Linked DNA regions of Mus musculus: region 1 is linked to region 2. A link is a contact called in public HiChIP or PLAC-seq data. All regions are on one chromosome and are shown on one strand. The core of a region is the stretch at or near the end of the contact, and the rest is flanking DNA. Distances in the headings are between cores, read along the strand shown. Region 1 has its middle 150 kb from the start of Gm41259. Region 2 overlaps Prkaa1 (protein kinase, AMP-activated, alpha 1 catalytic subunit).

Evidence for each region. HiChIP or PLAC-seq counts read pairs in DNA pulled down with a chosen protein or histone mark.
Region 1: an H3K27ac HiChIP or PLAC-seq map of embryonic stem cells shows a contact between it and region 2, with 5 times the contacts expected there. The contact joins two enhancer-like sites. A contact is called at or near these places in 2 of 39 promoter capture datasets (liver and pre-B cells), 1 of 484 Hi-C or Micro-C datasets (bone marrow-derived macrophages) and 6 of 115 datasets of contacts at active chromatin or transcription factors (the NIH/3T3 cell line, embryonic stem cells, forebrain and 2 more).

What each region holds. Positions count from the first base shown.
Region 1 is chr15:5,893,235-5,898,236 of GRCm38.p6, reverse strand. No RefSeq gene overlaps it. Among named protein-coding and RNA genes, the nearest start is that of Gm41259, 150 kb to the left of the region's middle. Within about 2 kb of position 2,341, at least 8 of the 459 cell types and tissues checked have an H3K27ac peak or open chromatin away from gene starts, as enhancers often do. A contact at or near this core is called in embryonic stem cells, where this site is marked.
Region 2 is chr15:5,149,262-5,153,778 of GRCm38.p6, reverse strand. The region is part of intron 1 of Prkaa1 (protein kinase, AMP-activated, alpha 1 catalytic subunit); the gene reads right to left. Among named protein-coding and RNA genes, the nearest start is that of Prkaa1, 7.7 kb to the right of the region's middle. Within about 2 kb of position 1,403, at least 10 of the 459 cell types and tissues checked have an H3K27ac peak or open chromatin away from gene starts, as enhancers often do. A contact at or near this core is called in embryonic stem cells, where this site is marked.

The sequences.
Region 1 (5,002 bases), core at 1,092-3,591, 740 kb before region 2:
CAAAGTGCAGCAGTCAGGGGGTGTCAGGTAAGATCATGTTCTCTTTCATTCTGAGGACAACCAAATGGGCTCCTGAGGATAAAGTGTTGTAAATGGGCAAATAGAAAATGTCAACCACTCTGTGGCGCCAAGTTAAACAAGACGCCAACTCCTCGGTGTAATCTCGCTGCTCAGTTATTAGAATGTTAGCATAGGCTGGAAGACATCCATGTGCCAGCACATAAAAAAATACATCAGTAAATTGACGTTTAAACAATCTGGGTCATAGTAAGTGATGGAGGGGGAAAGAAGAGTCAGGGATATGTTGAACCTATTCTACATATTGTTCACAAACTGCAGAGGGCAGTCCCTTCCTGCAGGGAATATAATGATCACAGCAGATAGAGATGGCACCTTCCATAAGAACTACAGGGCAAGAACACATAGTCTATTGGTAATATGCTTTATACCACCTATCATACGCCTACTTCATTGTCTACAGCAGGGTGTCATTTGAAAGCTGTGCTCTGATAAGTATAGTAGATGCAGTTAATATCCACTCATCCCAAAACCAGAAAGAAGTAAAGAAAGGCATGTGTCTGTTTCTTAAAGTGAAACTAGATGCGATTTGTCACCAAAGGAATAAAAACCCTTCCCTCGTTTTGAATATGGAAACCTGTATTATGACCCTAAACAATAACAACAAAACCCCTACAAGATTATTCACATCTACTTGATCACAGAGCTTGCTTTCCAAGACAAATTTATATACCAGACACAGGAGTAAAATTAGAAGTTTGGAGCTAAGACAAAAGGATGGGCCATCCAGAGACTGCCCCACCCGGGAGTCCATCCCATAATCAGCCACCAAACACAGACACTATTGCATACGCCAGCAAGATTTTGCTGAAAGGACCCTGATATAGCTGTCTCCTGTGAGGCTCTGCCAGTGCCTGGCAAATACAGAAGTGGATGCTCACAGTCATCTATTGGATGAACCACAGGGCCCCCAATGGAGGAGCTAGAGAAATTACCCAAGAGCTGAAGGGGTCTGCAACCCTATAGGTGGAGCAACAATATGAACTAACCAGTACCCCCAGAGCTCGTGTCTCTAGCTGCATATGTAGCAGAAGATGGCCTAGTCGGCCATCATTGGAAAGAGAGACCCCTGGGTCTAGCAAACTTTATATGCCCCAGTACAGGGGAAAGCCAGGGCCAAGAAGTGGGAGTGGGTGGGTAGGGGAGCAGGGTGGGGGAAGGATATAGGGGACTTTTGGGATAACATTTGAAATGTAAATGAAGAAAATATCTAATAACCCCCCCAAAGAAAATGTTAATTTAGGTGCAGCTGTAAACTGTGAATTACAGATCAATGTTTTCTCCTGCTTTGAGAAAACTGACTTATCAGTCTTAAGAAAGCTGTTGATTTTCTTTTAACTTTAGATCTTATTTTTCTTCCTCTTTAAAATAAAAGGAGAAATGAACAGCACTTGAGATAAATCCCTTAATTAGAGCAATACAGTTATGCTTTGATTTTAAGATTGATTTTTGATGCTAAGATTTAAGATTTAGGAGACTATCATTTCAATTTTATCATGTATGTTTTACAATTGTTTATTATTGCTCTCATTATATAAATAAGCCTTTTAATTGAGTTATTCCTCAGTTTTTCTTCAGTCAACTGTGAATAAATACTTCACTCAGCAAGAATGAGACACATTTCAGTGTTAATTCCATTAATGTCCAGGGTTTTGTCTCATTTTCTGCTCAAACATGTACCTGGCTTGAACAAATGATTCCAGTTAAGTGTCTATTGGATTATTGTTTCATCTTAATTACTCTTTTACTTTTACTTAAAACATTTTAACCTTACAAGTTCAAACCAGGTCTTTGAAATGAAGCGGTGACAAGTTAAGTGGTGCTATGCACACTCCAGTGAAGTCTGCTTGGCAGGCCGAGAGGCCTGAAAGCACTCACAAGGCAGGGAGTTTCAAAGAAACTCAACCTCCTGGAGCCAGGCATTCTCATAACCATATACTCATACCCTATCCTCAAGTTAGTCTGCTGTATGGATCCATGTGCTCTCTTTTAGTATTATTTTATTATAAGTGCCTTTAAAGATTGAATTCTGACATAGCTAAGCCTTCGTCAGTGTTCCAACATCCTAGAAAATCCTTGAAGCCAACAAACTTGGAATTCAGTAAGAAGGTTATCTGTTCATTAACATTCAAATTTACTTCTAGAAGAGACAGTGAAACTAATTACGCATTACAAAGAACGGAGCTAGAATAGCTCAGGGCTGGTCTGCAGAGTGATTACTTAGGACAGTAGCCATTTATTCCCAAATAAGGGAATATACAATGGCCTAGCTAATAGGTGGGTTTACCATGAAAGAGGGAATCCCATTGAGACAGGGATCTTCTCTACAGCCAGGTATAGCAGGCTAGATTGCATGTTAGAAGCAAGTTGGTGAATTCTTCTGACAAATGGAGATTTGTCACAGATACTTAAAAGAACAGCCAAGTTACCTTCATATGCAAGAATTTACCAGGGCCTAGGAAATAGGGGGGTTGTGATATTGCATTATTCATGAGAAGGTCTGCTAGAACAGAACCCCCTGGTACTAGCTTTCACAAGGCTCAAAGGAGTAGCACAAATTGTGACTAGGGTGAGAAATCCTTACCTGTCATTAGCTGACCCTAGGCAGGGCTGTTTTATCTTTACTGTAAATATTACCTGGTTCCTGTAAGTCCTTTTGAAGTCATTCCTTTGTTTTGTGTCAGGTAACTTCAATGTACTTTGCCTGCTGTGACTTCCTACCCCTTTGTTTTCTGTATTATATAAGACTGGTGTTCACTTTGTGACAATACACTCAGATTCTACACAATCTCTCATGTTGATTCTGTCTGTCATTCACTGTCTCCTTGTCCACCTGCAACCAGAGACCCGTTCTACGCAGACAGGGACGAAAAAGGGTCTGTGGCAAAGTGGAAGAACACTTATCAGTCTTGGCAGTGAATAGCTCAGATAGTGTTACTTTAGAACTTAGTACAGGGCGCCAATACGAGCCAATAGTGTAATCACTGTGATGTAAGTGAAACTTGAACTGAATGGATGCACCTGTCGCAGCTCCCAGCAATTATCACATTTTAACAGACGAAGTTAAGTGTGTTTTCTTGAAAATTAGTTTTGCCAACTAAAGTATCCAATACACACAGATATGTATAAAATTAGACACTGTATTTTTATGTATTATAACACATATTAAAAAACAGGCAATTGCTTTGTTCCGAGAAATAGTATCAAAAGATACAGTAAGTAGAAGATTGTATCTTCTGCTGTGTTGGATGTTTCAATATACCACACCATTGTAAGAACATGGATATATTCCTATGGCTATGCTCTCTATGCTGGGTATATATGTCAGAGTTCTACAGTAAGCAGGATAATAGAATCATCAAATCTAATATAAAGAAAAGATGTAGAATTAATTATAAAGTTACAGACTTTATCATCTTTATCAGTCCTAAATACATGTTAAAGAAAACAAGGACATAAATAATTATATCAACTTCTGCTTCCATGATCATCCCTCATCAGTAAAATAATTTAGAAAAAATATAATTGACACTCTTCTGGTTTTTGATTGCCAAGTTTTCAATTATCTATGTCATTTGTGTAAGCTATTAGACAACTAATCTCAGTAATAATAGATTGTGGGCTCCATTCAAAAGAGATTTATATTTAATATAATGATTAGCAGGTACATAGTTCTCAGGTGTTTATGTGTTTCAAAATAACCCTCTCTTAAGATCAGGAAGTTTGCACAGCAAGCTCTAGATCATGTTTCCCGGATATGGCATGGGTTGTACATAGAAATATGCAAAGGAACTGTGATAAGCAATTCTCTGCTTTCTGTTGAGATCTCAAGTTGTCTGTGCTCCAGAGTTTTAAGGATCTCCATGGTTTATAAAGAAAAAGCACATTTTTCATTATGACATATGTACTGGCTAGTTTTATATCAACTGATACAAACTATATTCATCTGACAAGAGGAATCCTGGACTGAGAAAATGCCCTCGTCAGATTGGCTTGTGGACAAGCACATTCTTGATTAATAATTGATATGTGAAATACCAGTTTACTAGGAGTTATGCCTCCCCTGTGCTGGTAGTCCTCAATGATATATGAAGGCAGGTTAAACCAGCTACCAGGAGCAAGTAATTCAGCAGGCCTCTTCAATTGCCTCCACATCATGCCCTGCCTTCAGCCTATTGCCCTGACTTCCCTGAATTACAAGTTGGAAGATGAAATAAACTCTTTCTGCCCCAAGTTGCTTTTGGTCATGGGTTTATTTTTTTTAATCACATCAATAAAGCCTCTATCTGTTACATAATGATATAATTTTACATTCATGGTTCTCATTGAAAGCTTTTGAAATGGATTAACCTTTGTTAATGTTCATCATTTCCAAGTACTTGTTGGGGAGGTTGTTCTGTGATTCTCTGATTGCCAATCAGGAAATTGTGATGTCCAAGGTCTGAATCCACTAACAGAAGAAGCAAATGGTTCATGGCAAGAGAGATTAACAACCAAGCCCATCCCTTCCCTGTAGCAGCTGTCATATCAAGATGTGAGGAAAAAAAGCAGAGTTGTATCAAGAAGAAAATTCCTAACACCTTATGCCCCTGGTTTGTCTGCTCTGGTTTTGTGGATCAAAACACTTAGAATATTGGAACAGACTTCTAGCTACCTAAATGACAAGATTTATTAAATAAGTGGTTAAACACTTAAGTCCACTTGGTTAAAGCTTTATCACTAGATGGATTCGGAAATTAGATAAGTAGGTCAATTATAAGAATTGAATTGAGTAGCAGTGATAAAAATATAATTTGTAGAATGTCAACCATTAGTCAAAAGTAAAAGCTTAACATTAATTACTACCTTAAAATATCCCATATATATATATATATACATACACGCACATGCACGCGCACTCACACACACATATATGTTTATATAT
Region 2 (4,517 bases), core at 154-2,653:
AGTTGCACAGTATATATAATGCATATATATGCATCCTTCTAATAAAACATATAAAAGTTGCACATATCAGAAACATCTTCTGATACCTTATAATGAAAATTTGAAAATAGATTGAATTTTCCATACTTAAAAAAAAAAAATCACTCTAAAATTTCACTCTTTCATTTGATCTTTTTCCTGTATTAGACCATAAGCCTTGCCTGCTGAAAACCTACCTATCAATTTCAAAATCTTTTTATTCTAGTTTTTGAAATTTAAAAATCTCAAGAGATATTATAGAGACATTGGCATTTGATTAAAGCATTCTCTCAAATCAAGTTACAAGTTAACCCCTGGGGGAAGAGAACATCTGGGGAGAGGAGTGCTAAGGAGGAGAGGGGCAGGCTGGGAAGAGGGAAGGGTATATGAGAGAAGAATAAATATTTAAAATTATCATTAAATAATGATAATGATAATAAATGTTAAAAAAAAAAGTTACCCTAAAATCAAGAAAAGGGGCATGATGTCACACAATTTTAATTTCAGAATTCAGGATTAAAGGTAACCGATCTCTGAGTTTAAGGTCAATCTGATCTCAATAGAATAAGTTCCAGGACATCCAGATCTGCGTAGAAAAACCTTGCTCAAAAAAAAAAAAAAAAAAAAAAAAGTCAACACAATCAATTTACTAAGTCCTTTAAAGAATCTTTTGAAAAGGCATACAACTTTAACCTTGAGAGACCTTCCTAAAAAGAAAGTGAGAGACCCTGAGTTCAACGTTTCAGTTCCCATGCCTGTAACCTCAGCATCTAGAGGGCAGAGGCAGGCAGATCCCAGAATGCCAAGCAGCCTAGCTGAAAAGGTGAGTAAGCTTCAGGTTCAGTGGGGGACCTTGAAAAACAGAGAGCAACACAGGTAAACACCTGACACCAGGATCTGTGTCCACAAATAAATAACAAAACATGAAAGAGTAGAGGGAGTCTGGCGAGCTGAAAACCACGTCAACCTGGAACCTCAGAATGTTGTCTTACTTACAAGCAGTTCTTTAAAATCTTTAAAATTAGTAGGGGCTGAAAAGATGGTTCTGTGGTTAAGAACACTGACTGCTCTTCCAGAGGTCCTGAGTTTCAATTCCCGGCAACCACATGGTGGCTCACAACCATCTGTAATGGAATCCAATGCCCTCTTCTGGTGTGTCTGAAGACAGCTACAGTGTACTCATATACATTAAATAAATAATTTTAAAAATAGAATTTAGAAAAGGCTCTCAAAATGGTATGATGCTAGAATGAGCACAGTTATCTAAGGACTTGCTCTCTTATGAGGAGCGCAGAAACAGGAGAGTAGCCATACGGTGGGGGCAGCAGCAGAGGGTGGAGTTATGCTAGGCCCGGAGAAACCAGGAATAACAGAGGCTAAGAGGTAAGGCACACATTCGCCACTGACCTTCAGAAGGAGCACAGCCCTTGAGACTCCCATTTTCCCTCCTCTGACCTTCGACTGTCCGAGAATAATTTTCTCTAGTTTTAAGCCCCCAACCTTTAGTACTGCTATTGCAGCCCTAGCAAGGTGATATGCTTATTGATGTAAGAAGTGCCCAGTGGGCTGGAGAGACAGCTCAGCAGTTAAGAGCACTGACTGAGTTCAATTCCCAGCAACCACATGGTGGCTCACAGCCATCTGCAATGAGATCTGGCGCCCTCTTCTAGTGTGTCTGAAGACAGCAACAGTGTACTCACATATAATAAATAAATAAATCTTTAAGAAAATAGAAATAAATAAAAAATAAACACTGGCCAGCACTCTGGAGGAGTAGGCAGGAGAATTGGGAGATCAGGCCAGACCAAGCTATAGGACTCAAGGGTGATAGATAGATGGCTCAGCAGTTCAGAACACAAACTTCTCCTCCACAGGACCACCACCAACAGGAGGCATACAACCCTCTGTTACCCCAGCTTCAGCTGGCTCCAACACCTTTGACCTCCACACCCGCCTTCAATCAAAAGCATATATATAAACACACACAAACATAATTTTAAAAATAAGCTTTAAAAACAGGAGTTGAATAAAAAAGGCTTTCTATACTGGATTATATACTTCCAAGGTTTCAAAAATACAGTATTCGGGGCCTGGTGAGATGGCTCAGTAGGTAAGAGCATCCGACTGCTCTTCCAAAGGTCCGAAGTTCAAATCCCAGCAACCACATGGTGGCTCACAACCATCTGTAATGAGATCTGACTCCCTCTTCTGGAGTGTTTGAAGACAGCTACAGTGTACTTACATATAATAAAAATAAAAATAAATTAAAAAACAAATAACATTTATTCTGATGGAGTTAGGAATTTTGGGAGTGGGTGTGGGTGGGTATGGGGGACTTTTGGTATAGCATTGGAAATGTAAATGAGCTAAATACCTAATAAAAATTTTTTAAAAAATGCAAAAAAAAAAAAAATACAGTATTCACGAGGACAGGGACACAAATGTTCATCTTAAGTAAACACACACAACATGCCTTTGTATGATTCTTCCCTGGGAGTTGTTCAGCTCAGAGGACTTCCCATGACTAGCGGATGCTCCTATGGGATTTTGCTATCGAAGTTAAGTTGCATCCTGCGCAGCCTATCACGAGTCAGCTTTCACGGCCCCTTCTCCATGCTCTAAGTACTTCTTATTAGCTGGAAAAGTCACACAGCTAAAAGTACTGGAACTGAGTTTCTTAAGGTACATTGTTCAAACATAAAGTATACTGTACTTAAATATGGTATTTCTTGGTGATGGCTTGAATGTTTGGTTCTTGGTGGACGATGTGGGAAGGATTAGTAGATATGGCTTTGTTAGTGAAGGTGAGTCACTGGGGTGGACTTTAAGGTTTCAAAAGCCCATACCAGGTTCACTGTGTGTTTGTCTGTCTGTCTGTCTGTCTGTGTCTCTGGCCCCGTTCCTCACCTCCTGCTTCTGAATCAGCTGTAAGCTCTCAGTTATTATTGCTCCAGTGCCATGCCTGCCTGTCTGCTGCCATGCTCCCCACCATAAGGAGGGGACGTGGACTCATCCTCTAAAACTCAATTTAAAAAAATTGGGGGGGGGGGGGGACTCGAGACAGGGTTTCTCTGTGTAGCCCTGGCTGTCCTGGAACTCACTCTGTAGACCAGGCTGGCCTCAAACTCAGAGATCCACCTGCTTCTGCCTCCCAAGTGCTGGGCTTAAAGGCATGTGCCACCACTGCCTGGCAAAATTCTTTCTTTTATTAGCTGCCTTGGTCTTGGTGTCTCTGCAGAGCGACTGGACAGTAACTAAGCCGCTCCTACTTCCCCATCCCTGCCACTAAGGCACTTGATCTGGGAGCATCGTGGCCCTGGAAAGGAGAATGGCAACATTTTCCCTCCAATTTGTTTTCATTTTAAACCTTCATGGTTCATCCGTGAGAACTAAAGGAGACTAACGGGACCGCTGCAGATTATTCTGCCATATGCTAGAGCTCAACTCGCACATTGGTTAGCTAAGTGTGGAGTAGGTCCTGCTACACTTGTTTCAACTGGCTTTGATCCCCTAGAGCAGGCTGGTTAGCTACACTAGCCAAAGGTGTGAGCTCTGACTTAAGGTGACAGACCCTGGGGAGAAAAGGGGCACTAACACACAGATTCATAAATAAATAAATAAATAAATAAATAAATAAATAAATCAAAGTAATACAAACTTCGCTTTCCAAAGTTTTCAAACAATGTCTAGACCCTGATGATCATAAAATATTTTCTCTGTCACCATAGGCCTTATCTCAGCTGGGCATGGTGATGCATGCCTTTAATCACAGCACTCAGAGGCAGATGTATATACTGCAGAGTTCAAGGCTAGCATTGTCTGCAGAGAATTCCTGGACAGCCAGCCCTACACCACAAAGAAATCCTGTCTAAACAAACAAACAAACAAACAAACACATCTAGGTATTTTCTCCTTCCTTTTATCCGTCCTTCCCACCTTCCTTCTTCCCAGTTAAGTCCGTCATTTAAAGCTATGGTGTTACAATGTTGCCAATGTTGACCTATAGGGACACAGAAACCTTTGCTTTGAACAAATGATTGGCAACATTAACATTTCGGCAGTGTAACACTTTTAAACATAGTATCTCAGGCCTAATGATATGTCTTCAAAGCCTGTTATTTTAAGGATGAAGAAACTGAGGACGCTCAGGGTCCATAGTTTGCCAGGGTAAAGACAGCTATTCTGATCAAGTTCTACAGTTCTTCTGACTCTTTAGTCTTTCAACCCATCCACTCTGTCCTACCAACCACATGCAGTGAGAAGCGGGGAGGGAATGGCATCATGTGAGAATCAGAACTGTTTTTCTCAAAACTGGGCTAAAGAGTCTCTATTGAGTAAACTAAGGCGGAGTCAAAGTAATTGCTGCTCCCCAGAATTGCTGCTCCCATCAATCAGTGAATGTAATAAAAGGACTTTGCCAAGAGTATATATTCCCTGAGGGGCCGGCCCTGCCTGCCCTTTATTGAAGCTTAAGTGGTATATTTCAGACTGTTACTTTG